Regions from separate parts of the Capsicum annuum genome. Here region 1 is linked to region 2. Evidence: chromatin contacts called from public Hi-C data. All regions are on one chromosome and are shown on one strand. The core of a region is the stretch at or near the end of the contact, and the rest is flanking DNA. Distances in the headings are between cores, read along the strand shown. Region 1 overlaps LOC124888539 (a long non-coding RNA gene). Region 2 holds the start of LOC107848343 (adrenodoxin-like protein 2, mitochondrial).

Region 1 (6,065 bases), core at 307-2,806, 250 kb before region 2:
TTTGATACCATGTTAATAGAACTTTATTGAAAGAAAGAAAGGCTAAGGTTTACAATATAATCTGAAAAGCATAAAAAACTAACTAAAACAAAAGTAGGCTATATATATACATAGCCAATAACCTAAAGGTCCATAAACTAAAGGCCCAATAACATATGGGCTAACACCTTTTTCGTTCCAACATTGCAATAGCTCTCTAGTGGATTTTGGCATGGACCAGGACATGCGTATGATTGACAAAAATATTCTCTATAGCTGATTAGTAACTTTACAATGCAAAAAAAGGTGGCCAACATCTTCAAAGTGCTCTTCACACATGGTACACCTACGATAAAGCTAAATTTTTCTCTTGTTAGAATTATTAGCATAGCCAAGAAAGAGTCCTCTCTTATTAAAGCTATTCAAAATATGATGCAGTCTTACTTAACAGATCTATTATATTCCAATGTCTAGATAACTTGACAATTAATTTTGAGAAATTCTTCTTTGTTTGTCTATTAGTTTGATTTCAATGTTGATCTGTTGTCAATTGTCATTGTAGGAGTTGTTCAATCTGTTCTTCAATGACTTAAAGTCCATCAATTCGTGGAGTCAGAGGAAGAGCATGAATGGTCAGGAACTATGCAATCAAAAATGTTGATAAATGATTTTCAAACTCAGTTCTTTTTCACAATGCAACCGTATACCTTATTTTACTTGAGATGAAACATGCCTTGCTGCACATGGAACATACAACTCTAATGGATCCCAAAGGAAAATGAGGAAAAACTAATTGTTCAATGTAACATATAAATCATATTGCACATTATGGTTAGATTGTAAGGAAAAACCATTACTTTTTCATTGTCACGATTTTGGAAAAGCCCAATGATTATTTGGAAAGGGAAAAGTTTCAGACATCTCTTAATTAAGTCAAGTTTATGGGAAAGTGGTTTAATTTTTATGTGGTATTTTGTTCGTATGTTGGACTGAACATTAGGACTATAGACGTAATAGCTTGTATTATTGGTTTTGGCATTAGGCTCACACGGGGTTGTAAGGTATCATTTGGTATCAAAGCTAAGGCTTCTTGTGTTCCTACACTACCAATCTTGGGCTCTCTTAGTACAAAAAAAAGAGTGAAGTGTTCTTGTTCTAGGCCGGGTATTCTTCTTGTTGTTGTTATGTTTGGCCGAGATTTGTGTCTAGATTTGAGCGTGTTTAGTAGTCTTAGTTTGTTTCTAGTGTTGGTTCTCTTTCTCCTCAACAATTATTGAGTCTACAACCCAAGCTCTTGAGCAAGATTTGAGTTGTGTTGTGGTGTTAAGTGGACGGTTTCTTGTTGTTGTTATTGGTGTTTATCTTGTGTTGTGTTGAAGAAGTTGTTTGATCTTGAAGAGAGAAAAGAAGTATAGGACTTTGTGTTTGTCTTGAAAACAATCCAAGACAACACCAAAGTAGAAAAAGAAAAAAAACCCTCCAAAAAGCAAGTTACCAAAAAGGAGTAAGGCACTTTTCAAACTTAGACAAAAGAGGAAAAAGACAAGACTACCCCAAAAAGTTGTCTTGCCAAAAGAGTGCAAGTTGGTGGAAAGCTTTTGAATCTTGAAAAGAGAGTCTCAAGGCTTGTAAGCCTATACCATGTTAGAAATATCTTCCTCAAAGGTGTATTATTGAACATCAAAGTCCTGGAGCAAATTCTCTTAAACAACAAAGTGTGGTTTTGGCATTAGGCTCACACGGATTTGAACACAAGACGGCTTCTTCGTATACCAGCTTTTGCCAATGTGGTATTTGCCTATGATGATACAATAAAGTTGTTTTTACTCAGGATACATCTTTGTCCAACAGAAATTAAAAAATGACATGATTATTGGACTTCCTGTGTTTAGTTATCTTAATTCCTTGAGGTGTAATGGTTAGAGTAAACTATAAATGCTATGTAAAATGTATAAGAAACAATGAGACTTCAAGGATAAAAATTTGTTTGCTTAGTTTCTTGATGTAGTTATTACTAATTAAATGATTTATATCTAGTTAAGTTCATACTGCGTAAAATTTCTTCACTCTAGTTTTTATGTCTCCTCTTTCATTGTATTGTATTCTTTTTAGTGGAAATGCGTGGAGCTAGGGAGAAAGCTGTAGATTTAACATAATTCTGTAGATTTCTTCAATACCCAATATTTAATGGATACTATGCTATACATTAACAAGAACATGAAATGTCAATTATGAGAAGGAGGAGTAAAGTTTCAATGACTTCTTTTATCAAGTTGGATAATGAACATGTTTCTCGATAGACTGACATTGTGTGATTGTGATATATTGCCCGAGTTTGATCCCAAGAGCACACACTTTGAGGGTAGAGCGGTACCACAACCTTACTAGGTTTGTGATCCCTACTAGGACTGAAGGTATTAAAATTAGTAATAGCGAGAATATTGAAATACTTTCGGTGGAATGTGGGACTCAAATGATATTAAGCAGCTACCAAAACGTACGCAGGAGCTCCTTCCATCTCTTAATAAACTACAACTGTGGAGTTTTCCAGAAATAGAGTCCTTTCCTGAAGGAGAATAGCCCTTTAATTTTGAAATCCTTTGGATCATCATCAATTTAGAGAAATTGGTGAGCAACCGAAAAGAGTGGTGTTTACATAGACTCCCTTGTCTCAGAGAGTTATGGATCGATCATAATGGCAGTGACAAAGAGATTCTTGCTGGTGAGAATTGGTAGCTGCCTTTCTTTATTAGAATGCTTAGAATATCCAATCTAAAAATATTAGCATCCAAATTCACAATAGTCTCACCTCTCTTGAATTTCTAAGTATATGTAATTTACTTCAAATTCAGTTACTGCTGGAAGAAGGGCTTCCCTCATCTCTTTCTGATCTTTATTTATCTATCCCTAATCTCCAATCTAGTCCAAAATCATGCTGCCCTCTCTCTCTGTGTTGTCTGTATGGAATTGCCCTAATCTCCAGTCACTTCGAGCAAAAGGGATGCCCTTTCCCCTCCCATACTATATATTTCTGAATGTCCATTGCTCAAACCACTCCTAGAATTGGAAAAGGGGGAGTACTAGTCTTAAATTACTCATATCTCCACCATATAGATCGATGAGGGATACCTCATATCTCTAATGGGAAAGGTAAGGGCACAATCAAAGACCTATCGGGTAGCAACAGAAAATATCCAAGTTTAAAGTTTCCTTTCAATTTGAACCAAGAGGAGATAAGCAAACCCAAGTAAATAATGACAATAGGCAGCAAATGAATCAACCAAACGAATAAGATAGAACAAGAATAAACCAATCACAGAGAACACCATATTTACGTGGAAAACCTTTTAATGTGAAGAGTGAAAAACCACGAGAGCAAAACCTCCACTACAATCACCAAGATTTTCAATATGTTCTCCAAAAGGCCACCAAACAAGTGCGAAACAACAAGCAACAAGACATAAACCACAACACTAAACACTAGAGAAATAAAGGAGCGAAAATACCAAAATGCAACTACTGTTCAGGGATGAAGAATAGGAGCTACAGGACACCAAATCCACCTCCTTCAGCTTCTAATCAAAGATTGAGATGGTAGGAACAAGCTTTCCAAAAATCAGCTCAATCGGACAAGAAACGAGGTAGGAATCCCAATTTAAAGTTGATAGCTATGGTTGAAAAAATTAGGGGAAAATCAACTTTCTTTTCTCTTTTTGGCAGCTGAAAACTCTCTTTTTGTGATGATGAAATAATACCTAAAAAGATATATATATATATATATATATATATATATGCCTCATAGTAATGGGCTTATGGGCATAAGTGTGTTGGTCCAAATTGAGCTTTATTTATCCACATATGAAGGGACAAAAACCCATGACCCATCAATCTCCACTATAGAGATCGATGAGGGCTACCTTTAATGATTAAAATGAATGGCCCTTCGACAACTGTAAGTTATTATTTCCCCTCATGAGATATTTATTTTTGTTTGCTTCTCTTTGCCTACTTCTTAATTCTTTTCCTTTATTAAATATTGTCGATCAACGTGTAGCAAGTATTGCCACTATGAAGCCAAAGAAACATCTTCAGATCTGGATGAAAGATGGAAAAAAGGGTAATATATTGTAACTATAGAAAGTTTATACATTGTGAGGAAAAAAAGACCCAGTTTAGGTAGGAATTAGGAGTAATAATTTTATCTAGGAAGTTCATAGCAAAGTGTATTAACAGATTGGAAGACTTTTTATCTATCTCAATACGAAGATGGGTCAACATGATGTGCATAGTCTTTTGAAATATGAGGCAATATTATTTGAAAAAGCTAAGGATAAATTCAATAGAATTACCACTTCGAACACACCTACCTAGATCATGCATTTCTGTTGTTTCAACTTTTGCAGTGACTTTGAGAAAGGAGGATGCGGTTTAGAGTTGCACATGTTCACCCTTGTGTTTTGATTACGTGCAAAATCTTATTGTCCTCCGAAAATGCAGTCTCTAATAGAATATCCAAGGTACATGTGAAAGAAAATTCTAGCTCCTATGTATTAAAAATACAAGAGGTTGTTTCCAAATAATGTAAAATCTAAAAGCATCACAACAAATGGCCTCAACTTAGCTAGTTTTGAATTTTCATGATCAGGATTTTGGAAATAATATGTTCTTAGCTTAGTTGGTTAAAGGAAATTCGTGATAACATTCTCCATTGAAAGGACAATCATCTCGAATGTGATCTATCAACAAACTGCAAGTAAAGAGAAGTGCTTCCCTTTTATGTCAATACTACTACTCTTTGATCAAAATATCTTGAACCTTTGTTTAGACTCTGCAGGATCAATGGCCACAGTTGCATAGAGTATGATTGAATTTCTTGGTATGGTTGTTCAAGAATCATGTGGCCTGGTGAAAGGTTTTTTGACCCTCCAGATCTCCACTTACTTGTGGAATATGAGGCAGTTTCATTGATATTAAGGTATCAAGGTGGTCCGAGGTCACAGGGGGAAGCAACTGATGCTTTGATTATTCAATTGAATCCTCACTGCCAGTTTGTGCTTGCTGTTTTGCTAGCAAAAATAGGGGTTTCAGTCAGCTTTAACTACTATTGAATTTTTCAGATCAGTTCTTCACTGCAATCACATTGATCCACCAAAAACTCTGAAAGTTTGAGCACCAATTAGAAGGATTAGTCATTTTCTAGTATTAGTTACATGATACAATGGTGTTTAGCTATCAGAACATACATTTTTTCCAAATTACCATAGGTCAGTAGCTTATTATAGGTGAGGATGACAATAAGCTCTACGAACTGTAAATTTTATGTAGCTTGATTTGATCTGGGTAATTCCTATTCTGCTGACTGTTCAAATATTCATGTGTTGTTTTGGGTACACAATCTGTATGTTAGCACAATACACTTCAATCTAAGTTCCAGACTATTTCAAGAACAACAACGAAGTTTTAACACCTTTAACACAAGTTCAAAATGACTAATCAAAATGAATTATTAAAGAAGTTTGTTATCTAAAAGAAATAAGATGAAGTAGAAGTAGAACCAAGTTCTCCAATTTCATGGATAATCCTTGAAAAATTATTCTCCTCAAGTACCTGAGGTTGCAGAATTTTTCATCCCAGGATAAAATAGCTCACAATCTGAATGTAGTGCTATCTCAAATGTTCAGATTCCTCGACATACTCAACTACTGATGATCACAAAGATTTTTTGAAAGAAGAAGAGTGTTTTTCAATACTCAAAATTATGTACATACCTCAGGAACAGTCATATCTGATCGAACAACCACCCTTTTACCAAAATAGTGTGTCATTTCCTTGAAGTGTTGTGTCCTGTAATACCCCATAAACTTTCCTAGCTTAAATTCGCTCTTAGAATGTTAAGGGATAGCTTCTAAACTGAATAATATTTATTTTGTGTGGAATTCTTTACATTTATACTTTCCATTGTGTGGGAAATTGAATAATCTTTCCATCGATACCAAATTCGCCCAATTCTGACACTCGATAAAGGAGTTAAGACGTTTTTAAGTTGGCAGTGTACCACCTAGATAGTCACCACGTCGCGGAGATGG
Region 2 (5,913 bases), core at 1,922-4,421:
AAATTTGAATTCCAATATTTGTTAATAATTTAAGAGATTCAGTAATCCACTTAATAAATTGGTTGCGTTAATTACTCCCTTAAAGGCAGGGAATCAGTTATTTCCATTTTTAAAGGCAGTAACAAATTCGCATATATAAAGGTTGCTATGTATATGTCGGTTATCTTATGTATATTAATCGAGAGAGAAAGTAAAGTAATTAAAAAAGTGGAAGAGAGTGTAATTACTTCTAAAAAGGTTGGTATTTATGTTATTTATACATTATTAAAATCATCAATAATAATTGTTGATTTACCACTATCCAAGAATAAAAACAGTATACCTAAGTCATTTTGTGAATTTTTATAAACCCCATAAAAATAAATTTTTATGTTGGTATTTTCTAAAAAAAAAAAAAACAAATAACTTTTACAAATAAATGTTTATTCGCATCCAATAGTTGATACATATTGGTAAGTAATAATCATAATATCATATTTTTCAATCTAAGCCTATAATTCCTACATTCATCTTACTTTTTTCATTCTTGAAGTATAACTACATAATTATCATACCATATTAATTCAATATGATTCGAAATTTTAAAGTTCGACTTAGGTATTTTATGGTATGGCAACCGGTAATCATAATTTGTTCAGCTTCGACAATATATACTCATATAATAGAATATTTTGACTTCAACTTTTCAAAACACGTCTCAGTTGTATCATACTAACACATTACATATCTAAAAATCTATACTCAAAAGAAAGTACAAACAACTTCTTTTGTTAATCAATTAGATAATAAAGACATTTCAATTAAGATAGAGTAGATAAAGTTCCGACGTCTAAACATTTAATTTCATACTAATACTAAGTTGAATATTTTTAATATTTTAATAATATACATAAGTATTTCTGCAACTATATACTTTGGTATGGTATTCGATATTTCAGTATGTTATTTATAAATATCAAATATCATACTGAATATCAAAAAAAAAAAATTCGATATAATAATTCAGTATATACCATGTCATGCCCACACCTATAACTAAATGAGAGTTAAAGTTGTCCAACATTAATTTGTTAAGTAAAGTATACCTATTAAGAAACAAATTAGGACATAAATTAGAAACCACTTTCTTTTTTTATCCTTTTAAAGCCAAAAAAAATTATTAATATGAGAAATTAAGTTTCTTGAACTCATCAACTATAAAATATAAATGAAGGGTAAAAAGAAAATAAACTTCCGACAATTCTCTTGAAAATTAAACAATTAGATTATTTTGAACATTAAAAAATAACTCACAAATTGAATTAATATGGACTAGAGGGAGTAAATAAATGGCAATTTACTCTCTCCGAGGCTAGTAAGTGACTATTCTTAAAATTAGTATGGTGCAACAATGTTTTATGTATATTGATTCACTTTTACTTGTTATATTTTGATTTTGCACACCAATTAAAAAAAATAATTGATATAATTAATTATTTTTTCTTGATTTTCATTTTAAAAATAAGTGACAAATAAAAATGAATAAAGAAAGTATTATATTATTTTTTGAATATAATAAAGTCAATACTTTGAAAATTACATTGAGAATTAATTACCTTTATTTAAAAAAAAAAACATTAAGAATGATTATAGTTAATAATTAATAAGAGCAAATTAGAAATTAAGTGATGGACGATTTCTTACTTTTCTATATTGAACAAGTAAGATTGCTATCTATTTTTAATACAGTAAATAAATAAAAATAAACAAAACTAGTCCTAGCTCAATCGTTTCTAATAGTTTAAGGGCCCGTTTGTCTATGAAATTATTATTTTTTTCCGAAAAATTTTTCTGGAGTTGGAATTGTGGTGTTTGGCCATGAAAATTCGAAAAATAATTTCGAAAAATTTTTCTGAAAAGGGAAAACAGGTTTTTGGTGTTTTCACAATTTTCCAACTCCAATTCCAACTTTTATTATTATTACATATAACCCCAATCTTTTGAATTTTTACATAAAGCTCTCCTTATAACTGTAACTAACTACCAACAAACAAATAAAAACAAATGGCATATTGGAGTCATAAGACTTGTGAAGTGTGTTTTTTAAATGAAAGCTTTAAAACTTGCGAATAGATGCTGCAGGAGGTCACATCTTATGATCTTTGCTATAATGAGGTGTTGTGACATACAAAAATGGCGTGAGTTGTTATGGCCTGTGGTCATTGCATGAAAAATCTGTTCAGAATTGTGAGAAAGCTACTGCATTAGATTGAACCGGAAGACTTTCACCAATAACTTTTTAATGAATCAATGATTTGAATTTGTATTGGCGATTTGAGGATCTGGAAACACCTTAATGAAAGGTGGAAAAATAGGCCCTACTGGAAAAGAATATAGAGGATTCATATATTAGTGCTAAGTTGTTCCTTATTTTAATTTATAACTTAGAGGATTCATACAACCAACTCCAACTAGTTTGGATAAAAATGATCTAGTATGAGTTGTTGTTTAATTTAAGAAGCTGAGCTTATTTGTCGCTGATGAAGAATCCTATGTGCGTCTAAATTGTCTCTTGCCTTTTCGGATACTCTGTCGTTATGGGTGAGGTCTTTCGCCATGTTCATTTCTTTCTCTTGGATATGGCGATGGATATCAACCTGGGAATATGAAACCGTTGTTCTTTAGACCCGTATATCGTGTTTGGAATGCTAATACATGACCTCTCCTTATAATTTTAGTTGGGTGATTTTGATAGTTTGTAAAAGTTGGAGCATAAAATCATATTTAAAAAAATAAATTCAAAAAAGACATGCCAAACACAACTCCAACTTCAACTCTAACTCCGAAAAATTTTAGTTTTCATAGACAAACGGCTACAAAGATTACCATTCTTGGTATTTGCGGTAAGTTAGCCACGTGGCTCATTGCGGTAAGTTAGCCACGTGGCTCATTATTTTAAAGCATAAAATTAAAAAAAATTATAAGGAGTTTATTTTATTAAATTTGACTTTTTATTTATAAATTTAAGTATTATACGTTTTATATAGTCATGTAATGATATGATAATATTAAAAAAATATGATAAAAATCTCTTAATTTTATAAATAAAATAATTAAATTAAAATAAGAAATAAATATTTTTAGTAAAATCACCAATTATAATGAAATGGTGGGAGGTTATGAATAAGTTGTGATGGTTGAGAATTTGGGGAATGTTTTTCCACTTCTTTTTCGGTGTCAAGTTGATCCCAAATGCCAACCTTTTTTTTGTTTCTTTTTATAGAACATTCCACTCAAATTTTTTCGTAATTTTGAACCCTCCCAAACAAACCCCAATAAATAGAGGTTTTAGTTACAAGGGGATTTAGCTTAAAACTACCGACCCGACCCGTTTCCATTCCTCTCCGGACGGTGACCAAAATGGTGGTGTTCCATGTTCACCGAATCGCCCAACGCCTCAATCACTCTACTCTCTCCTCTGTTCTTCTTCACGATTCTGTAAACTTCCTCTCTCTGTTTTTATGTGCATATTTTTTATATATTCTTGGTTGATTTAATAAAGAGTTGTATTTGTTCAATGTAGGGGCATGTATCATTATTGAAAATGGGGTCGTCTAGGAGTATTAATACCGCAGCGAAGTTTCGAACTTGGGGTTTGTTACCATCCAATTGTTCCAATGGTATGAGTTTCATTTACATCTGGAGTTGAGTTACTTTTGTAAAGCTACTGCTTTTTTTTATTTTCATATTTGTTTTTGCCCCTGCACGTAAGGATGTGGTCTAGTGGTCAATGAAATGAGTTGAGAACTATGAGGTTTTAGGTTTAAAGCCCAATAGAGGCCAAAAAATTAGTAGGTGATTTCTTTCCATTTGTGCTAGTCTTGATAGACAGTGTTTCCTGTTGCTTATGGGAGGTGGGATGTATGCTGTGGAATTAGTTGAGGTGTACGAAAGCTAGCCTTGACACGGCAACTATCAACACAATAACGAAATTGGTTCATGCCTTGTTGAATTGTGTGAAGCAAAAGAAGAGTGGTTGATAAACTGTCTACCCAAAGACAATTTTAGGTGCAGAATGAAGCATTGGGCTATTGGTGCCAATTTATGTGGTACTAATATTTTGCTATTAGCGTGTGTTGGAGGATCTCACGTTATAGCCTTCTTTTGTATCTTGGCTTGTTTGTGAATTTAGAGAAAGTGCAGCATTTTTGTATCTTGTTTTTTTTCTTGGGTGAAGTAGAGATACTTGTAATATTTTGAGGATGGTTAAATTCTGTAACAGAGGACAAAGATTGTGAAAAATTATATACAGCTGATATCCTTTGCAATCACTGTAGGAAGCTGTGATAATCTATCATCATATCCACAAATATGACATGTTCTAATTTACACCAAAAAAGTGATACATTTATGCTTTGGTGTACGAGTGTTCTCATATTTTCTTTCAAAACATCTTTGTTTTAGCCAATAAAATAGTCCTTGTTGATGGGTTAATCTCATTTGTGCTTATTATGTTATCCAACTTTCTAAAAAAAAACCTTCAATTTGTGTGAAACAAACCTTTATCTTTGGTGAATGGTGTGAACTAAACTATATATAATTAACTTTTGGATGAACACAACAATTTCTTGGGAAATCCATAACATACTCTCATTCAAGGATAATTTTGCACATAATGGTCTAAACAACTAGAATAGGCTTGTTACTTTAGATTAAGGTACAACTATTGCAATTGAAGTTAAAAAGTAACTCTAATTAGGATTTTTCCTTTGGCTTTGTTTATGGAACAACAACAACAACAAACCCAGTGTATTCCCTCCTAGTGGGGTCTGGGGGGGTAAGATGTACGCAGTCCATACCTCTACCTCTGAAGAAGTAGAAAGGTTGTTTCCGATAGACCCTCGGCACAAGGCACGAGATACCACACAAACACATAGTAAATCACAGCACAAGATTACATAACATAAATACGACACCCATAAGTAATATAAAACAGAGGAAAGCACACAGATTCGTAATAAGACATGGAACACAGACTCATAACAGGAATACAACCCCCACCAAGTAATTCCCTACACTAGCGCCTCAAACTGGCCCTAGTCCTCTGCCCTAATTCGCGTCCTCCAGACCTTCCTATCTAAGGTCATGTCCTCGGTGAGCTGTAACTGCTCCATGTCCCGCCTAATCACCTCACCCCAGTACTTCTTCGGCCTACCCCTACCCCGCCTAAAATCATCCAACGCTAGCCTCTCACACCTACGGACCGGTGCATCCATGCCCCTCCTCTTCACGTGTCCGAACCATCTCAATCGGGCTTCCCGCATCTTGCACTCCACTGGAGTCACACCAACCTTCTCCCGGATAGTCTCATTCCGAACTCTATCCCCTCTAGTCAGCCCACACATCCAGCATAACATCCGCATTTCTGCCACCCTCATTTTTTGGATGTGGGAGTTCTTAACTGGCCAACACTCCGCTCCATACAACATGGCCGGACGGACTACCGTCCTGTAGAATTTGCCTTTAAGCTTGGGCGGCACCTTCTTATCACACAGCACCCCCGACGCGAGCTTCCACTTCATCCATCCCGCCCCAATACGGTGCGAGACATCCTCGTCAATCTCACCGTTACTCTGGATCACAGACCCGAGATACTTGAAACTCTCCCTCTTACATACCTCCTGTGATTCCAGCTTCACTACTACCTCATTCTCCCGCCTCACGTCATTAAACTTGCATTCCACATACTCTGTCTTGCTTCTGCTCACCCTGAACCCTTTAGACTCAAGGGTTTGCCTCCACACCTCTAATTTGTCACTCACACCCCCTCGAGTCTCATTTATCAGAACTACATCGTCTGCATAAAGCATACACCACAGCACCTCCCCTTGAATACGCCGCGTCAACACATCCATCACCAACGCAAACAAAAAG

Evidence for each region. A called contact is a pair of places that touch in the nucleus more often than the background predicts.
Region 1: a contact with region 2 is called in a Hi-C map of leaf, with 4 times the contacts expected there. The contact joins the enhancer-like site here to the promoter of LOC107848343 in region 2. A contact is called at or near these places in 3 of 5 Hi-C or Micro-C datasets (leaf and placenta).

The regions. Positions count from the first base shown.
Region 1 is chr11:189,519,957-189,526,021 of UCD10Xv1.1, reverse strand. It overlaps LOC124888539 (a long non-coding RNA gene), which reads left to right. Exons shown (of 2, transcript XR_007046957.1): 2 at 542-2,050. Among protein-coding and RNA genes, the nearest start is that of LOC124888539, 9.0 kb to the left of the region's middle. Within about 2 kb of position 1,556, at least 4 of the 5 cell types and tissues checked have an H3K27ac peak or open chromatin away from gene starts, as enhancers often do. A contact at or near this core is called in leaf, where this site is marked.
Region 2 is chr11:189,267,444-189,273,356 of UCD10Xv1.1, reverse strand. LOC107848343 (adrenodoxin-like protein 2, mitochondrial) reads left to right here and starts at 3,171. Exons shown (of 8, transcript XM_016693094.2): 1 at 3,171-3,477; 2 at 3,563-3,659. The coding sequence starts at 3,400.